Regions from separate parts of the Sus scrofa genome. Here regions 2, 3, 4 and 5 are each linked to region 1. Evidence: chromatin contacts called from public Hi-C and HiChIP or PLAC-seq data. All regions are on one chromosome and are shown on one strand. Each heading gives the region's core, a stretch centred on a gene start, on an enhancer-like site or on the middle of the called end of the contact. The rest is flanking DNA. Distances are from core to core; before and after follow the strand shown. Region 1 holds the start of TGIF1 (TGFB induced factor homeobox 1). Region 2 holds the start of MYOM1 (myomesin-1). Region 3 holds the start of LOC733637 (myosin regulatory light chain 2 protein). Region 4 overlaps DLGAP1 (disks large-associated protein 1). Region 5 has its middle 30 kb from the start of MRLC2.

Evidence for each region. A called contact is a pair of places that touch in the nucleus more often than the background predicts. HiChIP or PLAC-seq counts read pairs in DNA pulled down with a chosen protein or histone mark.
Region 2: a contact with region 1 is called in an H3K27ac HiChIP or PLAC-seq map of skeletal muscle. The contact joins the promoter of MYOM1 here to the promoter of TGIF1 in region 1. A contact is called at or near these places in 2 of 47 Hi-C or Micro-C datasets (embryonic fibroblasts and skeletal muscle) and 1 of 2 datasets of contacts at active chromatin or transcription factors (skeletal muscle).
Region 3: an H3K27ac HiChIP or PLAC-seq map of skeletal muscle shows a contact between it and region 1. The contact joins the promoter of LOC733637 here to the promoter of TGIF1 in region 1. A contact is called at or near these places in 2 of 5 promoter capture datasets (fetal liver and liver), 4 of 47 Hi-C or Micro-C datasets (mesenteric adipose tissue, skeletal muscle and subcutaneous adipose tissue) and 2 of 2 datasets of contacts at active chromatin or transcription factors (alveolar macrophages and skeletal muscle).
Region 4: a Hi-C map of epiblast stem cells shows a contact between it and region 1, with 2.1 times the contacts expected there. The contact joins the enhancer-like site here to the promoter of TGIF1 in region 1. A contact is called at or near these places in 7 of 47 Hi-C or Micro-C datasets (embryonic fibroblasts, epiblast stem cells, fibroblasts and 2 more) and 2 of 2 datasets of contacts at active chromatin or transcription factors (alveolar macrophages and skeletal muscle).
Region 5: a contact with region 1 is called in a Hi-C map of embryonic fibroblasts, with 2.8 times the contacts expected there. The contact joins the enhancer-like site here to the promoter of TGIF1 in region 1. A contact is called at or near these places in 2 of 5 promoter capture datasets (fetal liver and liver), 16 of 47 Hi-C or Micro-C datasets (alveolar macrophages, brain, embryonic fibroblasts and 11 more) and 2 of 2 datasets of contacts at active chromatin or transcription factors (alveolar macrophages and skeletal muscle).

Annotation. Positions count from the first base shown.
Region 1 is chr6:103,232,922-103,235,827 of Sscrofa11.1, forward strand. It overlaps TGIF1 (TGFB induced factor homeobox 1), which reads right to left and starts at 1,535. Exons shown (of 4, transcript NM_001244289.1): 1 at 1,339-1,535; 2 at 903-1,087. The coding sequence starts at 918.
Region 2 is chr6:103,449,717-103,452,622 of Sscrofa11.1, forward strand. It overlaps MYOM1 (myomesin-1), which reads left to right and starts at 1,490. Exons shown (of 37, transcript XM_005665300.3): 1 at 1,490-1,804.
Region 3 is chr6:103,423,409-103,426,314 of Sscrofa11.1, forward strand. LOC733637 (myosin regulatory light chain 2 protein) reads right to left here and starts at 1,382. Exons shown (of 4, transcript NM_001244251.2): 1 at 1,257-1,382.
Region 4 is chr6:103,078,983-103,081,888 of Sscrofa11.1, forward strand. All of the region lies in intron 7 of DLGAP1 (disks large-associated protein 1), which reads left to right. Among named protein-coding and RNA genes, the nearest start is that of TGIF1, 150 kb to the right of the region's middle. Within about 2 kb of position 1,384, at least 8 of the 83 cell types and tissues checked have an H3K27ac peak or open chromatin away from gene starts, as enhancers often do. A contact at or near this core is called in epiblast stem cells, where this site is marked.
Region 5 is chr6:103,377,822-103,380,727 of Sscrofa11.1, forward strand. No RefSeq gene overlaps it. Among named protein-coding and RNA genes, the nearest start is that of MRLC2, 30 kb to the right of the region's middle. Within about 2 kb of position 1,395, at least 14 of the 83 cell types and tissues checked have an H3K27ac peak or open chromatin away from gene starts, as enhancers often do. A contact at or near this core is called in alveolar macrophages, embryonic fibroblasts, retroperitoneal adipose tissue and 1 more, where this site is marked.

The DNA.
Region 1 (2,906 bases), core at 285-2,784:
AGCCCACGGCGGAAGGTTTGGGGGAACCTCCCAATCAGGGACTCAAAAGTTAACTTCAAAAGGGAGTTAACATCCTTTGACCTTTCGTGGTGGTGGGTTCCCTCCCCCCCTTTTTTTTCCTGTGTATTTTGTTTTTAAATCTGACTGACGGCAACTTTTAGTTGTAAGGCTGCCAGAGCGCTCGGTGGAAACAATGACAGGCTCACTCTTTGCATGTCACACTTGGACTCATTCTGACTGCACGCTGCTTGCCCTCAGTGCTAACTCTTCCTCTTGCCCCAAATTCAACGTGGGAAAACTTTTAAGAGTCTGGGAATCCTGAAAGGTCTAGTTTTCCAAAGGTACCGACACCTCGGAGCGATCTTGGGTCCAGAGTTGCATTCCTCCGATTGTGAAAACGCCCCATCCCTGGAGTAGAGCGGGCCCGGCCGGGAGTGAGTGGGGCCCAGGAGCCCAACTTTCAAACAAAGGCGCCTCGGCTCCAACGTCCGGACCACCCCGGGTCCTGTCCTGGAAAAGCCGGGCGGAGGTGCTCCCGACCCGAACCCCACTCCCCTGCCCGCGAGAAAGAGCGAAAAGCCACGCGGCGGTTCTGCGGAGTGTGGGGTATCGGCGGAGACAATGAAACTTGGAGGAGCACAAACAAGGCGGTGCGCGTGTTTTTTGACAACGTGCCAGCAGCGTGGAGAGGCCCGTCTCCCCACAACAGCCCCTCGTGTTGTGTCTAGAAGGAAAGGAGCAACTGCCATTTCAGACGCAGCCTCAACAAAGACGACGGTCGCCGCTGAGGCCGGCGAGCCACTGGGGCGGAAAAGTCCACCAAGTCACTATCGCCCCAAGCCCAGGGCCGCCCCGCGAGCACGTTTCCCCGGGACCCGCGCCCGCAGCCCGTGGAGCCTCACCTTTCTTGCTTTTCATTCTGGAGCTCCCCTTCCAGCGCGAGGCAGCGCTGGGGTCTCGAGGGGCCAGGAGCGGGGGTGGAGGGGCCAAGCGATTGTCCTCCTTCCTGGCCGACTCTCCCGTAACTTGTAGGACGCGCTCCAGCCGTTATTGCTAAACAAGGCGCTCCGATCCCAGGCGCCCGCTCCTTGGGTGGAATTCAAGTGACACTTGGGCTTCCTCCGGCCGGGATCTTCTGGCAGCCGGCCGGGGTCTCTCCCTCGCCCAACTCGCTCCCCTCCCCACTCCGCTCCTTTGTTCCCCGCTCCTGCTCGGCGCACCTCAGCGCTGTCAGAGTGAGCGAGGCGAGGAGGGAAGGTACAGGAGGTCCTGCCTCCGCCCCCAGCCGCCCGCCCCGTCCCCCGCCCGCCCGGCCGCTCCTCCGCCCCTCCCCCGCACCTTCCAGCCGGAGAGGACGGCACCGAGCGCCGCCGCAGCCGCGCCGCCTCACTCCGCGCCCCCAGGCCGCTGTCACTCGTCCCTCGTGGGGGTGGCGGAGCCCAGAAACGTGATCTGGTCTCCCTGCTGCGCGCACGCCGCCTGCCCCGGCAGCGGCGGCGACACCAGCCGAGCGCCGCGAGTTTCTCCTGTGGGCCTTTCTTCCCGGGGCTGGGGAGGGTGCGTTTGGTTTGGTTTGGTTTGGTTACGAAATTGCAACAGATGGGAAAAAGGCCGTCCCCTCCTCCACCCCGGGGAAGAAAAGGCTCCTTTCGTTTTTGACAGCTGCCTCAACTCCACGGTCCCAGCTCTAGCCGCAGGAGAAGACAGCGGCTGCTGATTCAAGGGGCGGAGCTCCGTAGGAAAAGTATTCGGGACAAGAACCAACTTCTTCCAGAATGCGCGGCTGCCATTGACACGCGGGCGCGGCGCGGCGCACCCTTCTCCTCCCGGGGCTCTTCCTCCAACTGCTACGGGGGAGGGGGGGCGAGGGGGGAGGATGAGACACAGACACCCCAGGCTAAAGTCTGTTCCTCCCGGCTAAAGCTGCGAGTTCCGGACTGGATTGTAAGGCAGTTTCGAAATCTAACACGTTGCGGACAGACACTTGTCATGCTCACATGCTCTTTAAAAGTCTCTGCCTGGGGACGGCCCGGACGCTCCGCCTGCCCGGCTGAGACTCGGCCGGACACTCCGGGCCCAGGCAGCTGCCGCCTCTATGTGAAGGGGGCTACCACACCCTGGGCTGCTCATCTGTTTCGGTAAAGAGTCTACTTTTTATGACTTAAATCCTGCTGGGCCCCCACCCCCCATTTCAAACAGAAACTAACCATTAAGTAAACATGTGTTCCCGTTGGCTTATTTTGGTTGAGAGTCGAGAGAACTCCAACAAGAGTTCCTAGATGAAATAACCCTTTAAAAAGACCGGATGCTGTCTGGACGATTTCAAGAAACGCAAGCAAGCCCCCTCCCCTCCCTCTCCTCTGGGTGCAGTTTTCGCGAGTGTCTGTGCCGTTGTTTTGAAGTAAATGAACTGTCACATGCCACACTAAGACCTTCCCCATCACTTAAAAACAACAACAACAACAACAAAAAACCCCAAACATAAATAAACCTAGTAAGACATCAGCGCCCAAGCCTGTCTCCAGTTTCTGCTCTGTGCTGTTTTTGTTTTGTAACCTCGATGGAGAACCCAGCAGTAGCTCCGGGGAAATAAGGTTCAGCCCAAGGAGGAATGAAGCAGCCAAACGATGACTAACTAGACTTTGGAGCCTCTGTTTTAGGATTACACTGAAAATTAGAGCCAGTCACCCACCCACGCACCCTCCCCAAAAAAGACACCCCCGACCGGAGAGTGAATTAAGGCCAGAGTTTACAAAGCCTGGGTGGTTTTTCCAATTACAGGACTTAAAATGAATAAACAAGGAAAAAAGTCACTCTTAAGAAGGCAGCAACCTTACAGTTTTGTTTTTTTCCTGTGGTATGCCGACTGCTCGGCACCTAAGAGAACACATCTAAAATGGCAAAAG
Region 2 (2,906 bases), core at 240-2,739, 220 kb after region 1:
GACAATGCTCCTTCATTACAAATTAGGCTCTGACATTCTACTGCCTGACCACATGCATTATTTTTGAACTGGCCCCCAGGGTCCTGTCTTTAGCCCTGCCTCTTAACTTTTTCTTGGATTCAGCCTCCGTGAGTTATTCATTCTCTCATCCAGCTCCTCAGTCACATCGGAATATTTCCACTCAGGACTAAGTGGAATACCTTTTTTAATATACAGTGGGTAGTTCAAAAGCTGACCCTCAGTTATGAGTGGAGACCCATATTGCACTTGAAAGACCATTTGAAAGCATCTAGTTTCTTACAGACAAAATATCATCGGAGGGAGGATAAGGCAACACATGACAAAAAGAGCATGGGCTTTGGAATCCACATATCTCTGAATGAACTGCATTTATGTCGTTTACTAGCTGTGTGCTCTTTGGTAAATGACTTTACCTCTCGAAGCCTCAGTTTCCTCAACTGTAGCCTGAAGCTAATGCTACTTGCCTTACAGGGCATTATGACCATTAAATGGGATCACACAAAGTGCCTACCATAGTGTCTGGCACTTGATAGGTCCTCAACAGTGTTAACTGTCATTGTCATCAAGAAAGGGATTAGAAAGTAGGTCCTAATAGTGGGTCTGTTCAGTATTTGGATAAATACAGGTGATCTGTATTTAGGTGCTCTAGTATCAGAACATAACCTGCTCAGTACCTATAATCTGAACTTTTAAATTACTACTATCAGAACAACAGTTGACATTTACTGGGTCTTCATTATGTGGCAGTCGATAGGTGAGTGCTTTCTCTGTGTTATCACGTTGATTTCCACAGCAGTCCCATAATTTGGACGTTATTATCCCCATTTTATAGAGAAGGAAAATGAAGCTTAAAGAAAAATAAATTGCTTAAAGTTACATGGCTATTAAGTGCCATCAACGGTCTGGAATTGAGGTCTGGTCTGAGTCTGAAGTGCAAGCTCTAACCACCAGGTTTTACCACCTCTGAATTTGTGAAATAGTTGGAAAAAACAAAGAAAGAGAAGTGATGTTAGATAGACTGACCCTACTCTGGCTTTAGGAAAGATAAAACATGTTGCTTCCTAAAGGCTTTAATGACTGGGGAATCAAATACTCAAACTTGAAGCTATGACCTACTTTGTAAAATTTTCCTGAAATGAGAGAACTGGTGACCCCCGAATCTTCGATCCAAAATTTCTACCGCCTGTAACCCATTTCTTACTTGTTTGCCTCTAGTTAGCCTCATGTTCTTTTTTCACCTTGTGTCTTTTAAATGTACATGCATTATGAACAGCACATCCAGAACGATTATCTTGGCATTTACATTCCATGAAGTCCATTTTGGGAATCAGATTACTACATCTATTTTTAGCTCTCAACACAAACCACTCTTTCCATTACACTTTCAGATAACCAGTAATAAAATGATATTGAAAATAGCCCTTATACCCAAATAAATATCTCACATTTGGTTTAATCAAGCCAGACCCATTGACTGGCATTAATGTAATTACATTACCCAGGCAGCTACCTGCCAGTGCCTCCCTCTGCCTCTCAGTTTAGGACTACCCTTCCCATTTGCTGCTATATTTATCTGCCTTCTTGGCCATAAAAGGCTGGCTGTGTGGCTCTGACATTCTACTGCCTGACCACATGCATTATTTTTGAACTGGCCCCCAGGGTCCTGTCTTTAGCCCTGCTCTTAACTTTTTCTTGGATTCAGCCTCCGTGGGTTATTCATTCTCTCATCCAGCTCCACGGTCACGTCGGAATATTTCCACCACTGCCACTCCTCTGCAAACTGGTAAGTGTGACCTTGGGGCAGAAGAATGCACTTGATATTTCATGTGCTTAGCAGCACCACGGTGTGTGTGGTTTCTATCTTCTGAGCTCAGCAGTTTTGTCAAAGAGATGTCAGAAGTGCAGGGAAATAGGAAAGTGGGGCTCCTGGGAAGGAAAACGAGCAGCAGGGTGCCGGTTTGTGCTGGCACAGCTCTTCTCTCAGCTCAGCGGCTTCTTCTAAAATTAAGCTGCTGTTCCTGGAACCATAAGGAGATAATAGCTGTCTCAGATGGAACTGTAAGTGTGAGTCAAGTGCTTCTTCCAAATTACAGTTCAGTGGTTTGGTTGAAATCTGGGATGAGTGAGGTAACAGGAAATCATGTGTTTTCTATCCTCCATACGCCTACAATGCTCCTTGATTACAAATTAGATCAAAAGGAGTAAATGAACTCTGAAGTCACTAGTTTCTAATTTGCTCCAACAATGCCATGTGGATAAATGTAAGAGTGCACTGTGGTATTTCTCCTATGAAAACGGCTAAGCAGTATTTCACAGGCAACATAAATTCCCCACAAAATGGTCCCAAAGTTAATATTTACTGTGAAGAGTTTTTATCAGCTTTCAGCCTCTAATGCCTGTACAAAATATCATTCATGTCACAATTCCAACCATGGAGTTAGTATTTCTTCCCAAATTCCCAAATTATTTTCAGGAAGAAAAAAGGTCTTAAAGAAATAGGAGACAACCAAACCACCTTTCCTCCCAACACACTCTAGCTGTCATGTGTCGGGGATAATCCTCATGTACTTGATGAAGAGAAGGTAGTTGTACCTTCGTTCCAGAGGTCAGAGCTGTGACAACCAGCTCTGTTGATGTAAAGCCAAAGCCTGTTTACTTGTAATACATCATCTACGTGCCTAGAAAATTAAGTATTATTCAATATGTTCGGGGAAAACAGAAATAAAGAGAATGGAAAACAGAGTTGAGGCAAGACAGTTAAATATTTTATTTTGTGAAAATAATAGCATTTCAAGTTATTTTGGGTTCTGAATTTAGCTTATAATAATACATAGAAAGGTCATGCAATATTTATTTGGATATCATTCAAATAGCATTTGCCATGT
Region 3 (2,906 bases), core at 132-2,631, 190 kb after region 1:
CTAGATTCCAGCATTTATAGTGGTAATAAGTGTAAACTGAGCTGAAGACTTTTTCTACTACAGAACACTCAAATTGACCAGTATTCTGGAAACATGTTCTTTAAGGAAAAACTCTCATTTCAGAAAACACCTCCTAGTACGACAGCACAGTGTCTGCTTTCCGAGTCCAGACCAAATCTACTGATTTGTCTCATTTAAACAATAAACCTTTTTCCAAGCTAAATAGATATATAACTTTTTGGTGCCAACCACAGTTTTTTAAAAGTACATTTTCAGGGTGGTGCTTCCGTTCCAACTAAACCAAGTTTTCAATTCCTTTGCAAACTTCCGGTTAAAGGTAGGAACAGTTCCCTTAGACTGCCACACCCAAAAAGTTCTCAGCACTTGACAAAGGCAATTCTTTGTCGGGGTTCACTGAGAGTAAAGCCTCACTTTTGAAAATAAAAAGCTCTCTGGTCAAGTTTTATCGAATGCCTTCCAGAACATGAAACAAACAGCAATAATTTTAAGAAATACTCACTTTCTTCACCTTTAGATATAAAACTTTGTGCGCTGAAGTTAAAATCTCACCTGAACGCTTATTTCTACTCCAAGTTCTGTAAAGAACTGACATACTCTTTGATAAACCAATTCAACTACTATAAAAAGAAACACTTTGGGAAACTGATATAACCCCAAGTCTCCACCCAAAAGGAATGTGGTGGTGTATTATGGAATTTTTCTGAAGCCGCAAATTAAACACCAAACCTCCCTTTGCCCAAATATCACTTAAAACAAAGTTCTAATTACAGAATGGACACTGAGCTGAGGAAGATGCTAATTTGAGGTGGTTATTCCAACTAAACGTAGCCACACAGCTGCAACAACAGCTGCAGCGGGGAGGTGCGCCGGAGTGGTGGTGGGGGAGGCAATGGGCTACAGTTTTTGCGCAAACTCTTGAATCCGGCAAGTTTACGTTAGAAACTAAACTTAGTCCCAGAGTCAGATCCGCGGGGCTCGGGTTTCCCAGGCCGGCTGTCGCCCAAGCTCGCGGCGCCAGCAGGCTAAGCCACATTTCCTGACCTCCAAGTCTGGCAAAATTGGCATCTGGGCCGTTTCCGGCCCCCGGCTTTTGATACTGGAGCTGGCCCTTGGGCTCGAAACCCACGAAGCGGCTGGTACATCTGCCCAGGTGCGCTCCCGGTACCACGGAAGCACCGCTGCTCATCAGCCGCCCCACGGGTATGCGGCCAGAATGAGCCCCAAGCACCACTCACCCTGCTCAGCCGCAAGAATCCGATTGCTTCGGGTACCCCCTCGCTGCCTCGGCTGCCGCTACTAACTCGCTTCCAATACCAGAGCCGCTACAATCCAACACTTCCGGCCTCCGCCTAGCGAACCGGAAGGAAGTCGAGTCACCATTCTGGGCTAACACTGTGAGCCTGGGTTAACGGAAGGGCGACGGGGCAGGGGTGTTGCCAGTATGCTCCAAGGGCGTAATTTTGACCGACTGCATTGCAAGAAAGTATCAATTGGGCAGCCTAGCACATAGAAAAACGTTAAATGGTTCATTGGGACTAATGACTAAGTTTTAGTCTTTTTTATACCCCCTTTTACAAAGTAAGCTTTTCTTTCCCCCCTTTTCTGTTGGCAAATGGGTGAGTCTCTCCTGTGGGTTTGCCCCTCCGCACATTCCAAAGCCCGGCTAGGGGCGGGGCTCGGCAGCCGAAGTCCTTGTAGGGAAATCGCGGAGATATTTCGCGGCTCACGTGAGTGGCCTTCGCCCCGCCTCCGAGTGCCCGGCCCCTGGCGCCGAGCAGTCCTGCGCCTGCGCCTGGGGCTCGCCTCAGGTTGACCTGGGAGTTTTTGGTTCTCCTGAGGGTCCAGCACGGCTAGCGTACCTCAAGATGAGGCCTTTAGGCGAGAGATTTGATTTCTGTGTACCATGTTATTTTATAAAGGGTCGCGCCCCTCCGTCAGGAGCAAACATTGTGAAGTCCCGGGGGCCCCCAGCGAAGCGGCCACTATCTCTGCCCCAGAAGGATCTCCTCAGGCCAAGGCAGGCGGAAGACTTATTCCCTCTTCAGAAAGTTTGGGGTTCTGTTTCCCACCGGAGCTTCTTGAGTCCCCGACAACAGGGAGAACCTGTCTCCATCGGGCTCTGAGGGAAGACCCGCGACCCACAGCGTGGAGCTTCCTAACCACGCCCATGCCTCTCAGGGTGCCTGGTGAAAAGAGTAAGAAGTCTGGCCTATAGTTTCTCAGTTCTCCTTTCCCAACACAGCTTCAGACACTGCGTCGCCCAATTCTGCCCTCCTCTGTCCAGTCTGGCAAGTGCGGCGACGAAGGAGTGGGCTGGAGCCCATGACACTCCAGGTCACCCCAAAGCCGGGCTTGGGAGCCTGGTCTGGCTCACCAGGCCAGAGCAGTTCTGAGGCTTGGGGTCCCCTCGAAAGCCGCTCTCACCCTGCTGACAAGAAAGGTAAAAGCTGCAGAGTAATGCACTCGGGATGTGATTAAGCTACACCTTCAAAGACCTCAGGAGCATTTCCTCTGTTTTGTTTTGTTTTTGTCTTTTTAGGTCCGCACCTGCAGCAGATGGAAGTTCCCAGGCTAGGAGTCAAATTGAAGCTGCAGCTCTTGGCCTACACCACAGCCACAGCCACACCAGATCCGAGATGCGTCTGCCATCCGAGCTACACCACAACTCATGGCAAGGCAGGGCCCTTAACCCACTGAATGGGGGCCAGGATGAACCTGCATCCTCATGAGTACTAGCTGGGTTCTAAACCGCTGAACCTTGGGAACACCAGTCTCTTAACCAATAATATATTCCAAAGTTCACTTAGAGGCCAAGTCACTGAAAAATAAGTAGCTCTCCTAATTCTCCAGAATAATTGAAACAAAGATGATTAGTTTACTAAACA
Region 4 (2,906 bases), core at 134-2,633, 150 kb before region 1:
CAATTCCTTTGTAAGCTGCCCATCAATACTCATAACCTATCCTAGACCACAATGTTTCATGATTCTCGTCTGTCACTCAGTGATGATGGCCTCAGCCAACGTGCCACAGTATCTTCAATAACACCATTTAGAAGCTTTGCACTTGCTCTTAGAAACGTCTGCCCCAAAGACATTTGTGATTGAATCAGTGATAATGAACTTAATTCATGATCTTTCTAGAGTAGAGGTTCATTTGGGGAAGAACAGCAGTTTGAATAATGTTATGTATTTCTAGATTGTTAGAGGTAGATATATTCTAATTTTTAGTTATTCGACCATTTCCCCCACATCTGGACATCATGCCTGCATGATTTCAGGGGGCTTACAGACCCCTGAAGTCCCATCCAAGGACCACATTCTCCTGCCTCCAATTTTGTTGCCATATTGGCTTTCCGCTGCTGTTGATTAGGAAGTGCATTTGATCCTTTTGTGAACAGCATTATAATATCAATCAAACAATCAATTTTTGTTGTACATGTACCCTCTGCCAGTCATCATGCTAGTCAGAGCACATACAGTTATAAGTCAGATATAACTCTTGCTTCCAAGTTTCCATCGGAGAGAGAAGCATGAAGGCAGAGAAAGACAGGACTGTTCAGGTGTGTACAACATGCAAAAGAAAAGCTAGGAAGTGCTGTAAAACACAGGAGATAGTTGAGTTGGTTCGAAAAAATGCCTAAGTGTGCAGAAGCCACTCACAGGACCATTTATATAGAAAAACTTGGCAGATTAGAAACGGATCAATTTCTTTTAAGAGCTACTTGAAAATCGCAGAAGATTCTGTAGAAGGGTGGAGAAGAAAAGAATCCTAATTTCGAAGTTCTATTCCATGTCTTGTCAAACCATGTCTACATTCTCGGGCTGCAGATAAAACTGGGAGCTGCATCCTCACACAGCTTGACTATAGCATTCTTTGGGCTTTCTACGTGATGGTGTAAAACAGCACGCAAACGCCAGGGGGCAATGCCGTTTCACCAAAAATCACAGGAAATGCTCCAAATGGTATTTTACAGCATCCTGGTGCAAAGGTGAAGTCTTTAATAAAAACAGAGTTTTGCAAAGGAAAAAAAAAAAAAAATTCATTTTAATCCTTTCTTTGAAAGCTTCCTGAATTGCCCTCAAAGTTACCTTTTGGCATTTGTGCACAGCTGAACATTTTGCAATATTATTTGCAAAAGAGTTACTTGAAATTTTTTCTCAATACAGCTGCCTGATCTTTCCCATCTGCCTAAGAAATCTAACCAGCCCCCAGCCAGCCTGATTTCACAGCAGTGGGACTGTTGCATCCTCTGCCCAACATGGGCTCTGCCCCTTTGGTGGAGCTGCGGCTCCCTTAAAAGTAATTCCATTCCCGCCTGTGTTTCGTTTTGGCTCAGCGGCCGCCAGGTGTCTGCCCTCCCTGAACCCCCGAGGATGAGAGATCAAAGGTGTGTCTGCATCTGCCTTCCTGCCCAGCTCTGTTACAGGTTCAAAAGGGACAGGTACAGTATTGTGCATTTAGGGAGGGAGGACAAATCAGTTATGTGGAAACTGGCAACGTCCCAGAGAGTGTGAACTCGCCAAAATGATGTGGAATGTGTCTGTCTACACTGTAGTCCTGCCATTTGGGGAAAGTTTTCTTTTAAAATGAATGAGAATGTTATGCCTAAAGGGAGGTCTTTTTTTCTCTGACTGGAGCCCTACCAAACCCTCTTAAGGACACATTGTACATAGGCCTATTTGGAGACTACTGTTAAGAGAAACATAATAGCAGAGTTCCCTTGTGGCCAGCGGGTTAAGGATCTGGCTGTTGTCACTGCTGCAACCTGGGTCGATGCTGTGGCACAGGTTCAACTCCCGGCCCAGGAATTTGTGCATGCTGCAAACGTGGCCAAAGAGAGAAATATAAGGAGGTACGGAAAAATCCTTTTTAAATGATGAAATGGAAAATTTAAGGATATTTAGAGGGACCTGGAATTATTTCACCTATGGCAAATATGACAGACTTAGGACTTAAAGAAAGAGAAGAAAATTTTTAAGAAAGACAATTTTCAATGCATCATCTATTTTCCACATCCACAAGACTCAATACGCAGGGAAATACTTTTTTAAAAAACATTAGACAGGAGTTCCCATCGTGGCTCAGCGGTTAACGAACCCAACTAGGATCCATGGGGATGTGGGTTCAATCTCTGGCCTTGCCCAGTGGGTTAAGGATCCGGCGTTGCCATGAGCTGTGGTGTAGGTCACAGATACAGCTCAGATCCCATGTTGCTGTGGCTGTGGTGTAGGCTGGCGGCTACAGCTCCGATTCGACCCCTAGCCTGGGAACCTCCATATGCCGTGGGAGCGGCCCTAAAAAAATAAATAAATAAGTAAACGGTAGAGAGCAAATTAGATATTAAGAAAGTAGTTTTGGAAGCACTGGTAATGGAAGGTCTGGAAACTTTACCCAGGCTTCAGCTCTCCTGCATGCGGAATTCTCTCCTACAGCAGTGCTGAATGAAAAGGAAGGGTAGACAAGGCTTACCACCCAGTAAGAAGTTATTTCTGAACTTAAACTTAGAAACCATTTGGAAAGTTGAGCACCCACAAGTTTCTTGAGAAAGTCTCAGGCAAGGTCCCTAATTTCCAGCAAAGACAGAACTGTGAGGGAACACCGATTGGTTTTTTCTCTCGTTCCCCTGTGTCCACTCGCCCAGAAGCAACGTTGAGCTTCCTCTTCTCTGCACATCGATGACCCAAAGGAATATCAGCAATGCAGCACAGTTGTGCCATGCTGCCTGTCACACTGTCTTTCTCCAGTTATGATAGCTTTGAGTCCAAATGCACACCGTATGCGAGAGAGAACAGTGGCACAGCTATTAAAAGCTATGGTGAGGACAGAG
Region 5 (2,906 bases), core at 145-2,644, 140 kb after region 1:
TGTTTTTACATTCAAGGTGTGGGCACCCGAGATGTAAAAACACTATGTGGGGAGAAGAGAGAGGGAGCTGAATTCAAGGGCAATTTTATTTTTATGTTTTTATTTTATTTTATTTATTTATTTATTTATTTATTTTTTGTCTTTTTGCTATTTCTTGGGCCGCTCCCACGGCATATGGAGGTTCCCAGGCTAGGTGTCGAATCGGAGCTGTAGCCACCAGCCTACGCCAGAGCCACAGCAACGCGGGATCCGAGCCGCGTCTGCAACCTACACCACAGCTCACGGCAACGCCGGATCGTCAACCCACTGAGCAAGGGCAGGGACTGAACCCGCAACTTCATGGTTCCTAGTCGGATTCGTTAACCACTGCGCCACGACGGGAACTCCTATTTTTTTATTTAAAAAATTTTTGGCTATGCCCATGGCATGGGGAACATCCTAGGCCAGGGATCGAACCCACACCACAGCACCAGAGCCATAGCAGTAACAATGCCAGGTCCTTAACGTACTGAGCCACCCGGGAACTCCACAAGGGCAATTTTAAGACAAAGGAAAAAGCTCTTGAGTTGGGTAGAGCAGCCAAGGCTACTGTCTGATCAGCCAGGTGAGAAGGACCCAGTGGAGGCTAGAAAGAGCCTGGAGTGGGAGGCTGCTGCTGCCCCACCGGCTGAGGTACCTCAGGGAGACTTGGGAGATGAGGGCCTTAGTCTTCCAGTCTGAGAAGTGGAAGCTTCTCTCTCAAGACACCTTTCAACAAGTGGACCCTCCTCTCAACTGTTTATAAGTGGGTAGGGACCTGACATGGATAACACACTGGATTTCTTTAACTGCCTCTAAAATAAGCAGGAAATCTTGAATATTTTCCATATAACTCTTAATATGGAGGTTTTTCTTTTTCATGTGTTTACTTGTGTTCTCAGCCATGTGACTGGCTGCCAGGAAGGCAAACGATGGTAGCGCTGAGATGCTAGTGAGTATCATGTCAGAGCAGGCATTTCTCAGAAACCATGTGTGACCTCTTCAGTGAGCTGCTGGGACATCAGCCATGGTAGCCCTGGCACAGACACGGATGGACACAGCCATGCTTGGGATTCTGGTGACAGGAGAAACCTAACCTTTACGACTTGCACCATCCAGGGCTGGAGAGTGGATTCAGAATCTCTGTATCACCCGCAACACGCGGACAAATATCCACTTCCGGAAATAATCACTGAATAAAAAGATCACACATAAAAGGGGAACTTGAGCAAAGTACAACAAGCACAACCTCCTAAGTGAGTCACTGTCAATTTATACTCCGATGATTACAAAAAGTGAATCAAGCATTCAGATTTACTTTTGCTGTGCTGGTTGGCAATGTCTGGCAGGAAAAATGCATCGTCATTGTGCTCATTCAGAACAAGCGGCTGAAAGGAAGTACTGTGCACCGGGAGCAAAAACCAACGGCGGGAGAAGTGGGGCTGGTAAAAGATTAGGATGGCTTCCCGCAGGATGCGCTGAAACACATTTTTGTACTGAAACACACCCACTCAAACATCCGCCAGGCTACTTCTGGTATCCTCTGCCAAAACACCTCGGATCTGTCTACTTCATTTTGATTCTGATGGTATTTCCAAGAGGTAGACAAGGCGGGCAACAGCTGCGCTAAAAACAGTCTCATGGTCATTTGTGTTTAGGCTGATCTTACTTAGCTTAGGCTGTGTGACTTACTGGTTTATTGTGTAAATGCAACCACTGCTAGAAATAGTTCTCAACAGTCCTGAGGTAGTACTAGCATTCATATAGAGAGTGTGATTTTACAAAATGTTTTCATACACATCCACTGGCTCTGTGCCTCCACCCTTGCCCCCAGGGCAACACCCGTGGCATATGGGAGTTTCCAGGCTAGGGGTCTAATCGGAGCTACAGTTGCCAGCCTATACCGCAGTGACAGCAACATGGGATCAGGAGCCACGTCTGTGACCTACATCACAGCTCAGGCAATGATGGATCCTTGATTCACTGAGCAAGGCCAGGGATGGAACCCATGTCCTCATGGATACTAGTTGGATTGGTTCAGCTGTGCCACAACAAGAATTCCCTCTATGCTTGTCTTTTCATCTCAAAAATAGCACTGCTGTGGTGCTGGTTCGATCCCTGGCCTGAGAACTTTCCTGACACTATCAAAACACTCAATAATTGTAAATGAATGAATGGATGAATGCAGCATTGTAAAAAGAAGACTTAGAGATTGTTCCCTGCATTTTGGGGTTCAAAAATAGTATGAATTTCACTGTAATAGATTTTATCATCCATTCTTCCCCTTTAGGAAACAATACTGACAAAGTTACAGCATTTTGGGGACTGATGCTTTCTGCATATTTTTATTCATGATTTTTGACTCAACTTCATGAAGAAGTTACTACAGTACCAAGGATTATAGTGCCATCTAGTGACACTTCTAGTTATTGTGTCTAAAAGTGCATATGACAACATCTGCTCTAAGAGGTTCACCTAAAAGATTGGGTGTGCTGTGTGCAGTATGTGATCTTTGCCATTTTTCTGTCCAAGAAAACTTTTCTCAAAATTTCAGTATGTGATAAACCTTCTCATCCTCACTCATATTTCCCAGATGACATACTTACTGAGCCTATTCAGACTAGATTTTCAATAGTTTATATTTCAAAGAATGTGTTTATTTTTAAGACCTTTTGATTTTGAGATGAAACACTGATATATTTATTTTTAGGGATAAATGATATTAAATATATACACTGGCTATATGATATTGTTTTCAAAAACATTAAAATGTAAAAAAAATTTATAATCAAGAAAATTTATTAAAAATTTTTTATTACTCAATGAATTTACTACATTTATAGTTGTACAATGATCATCACAATCCAATTTTATAGGATTTCCATCCA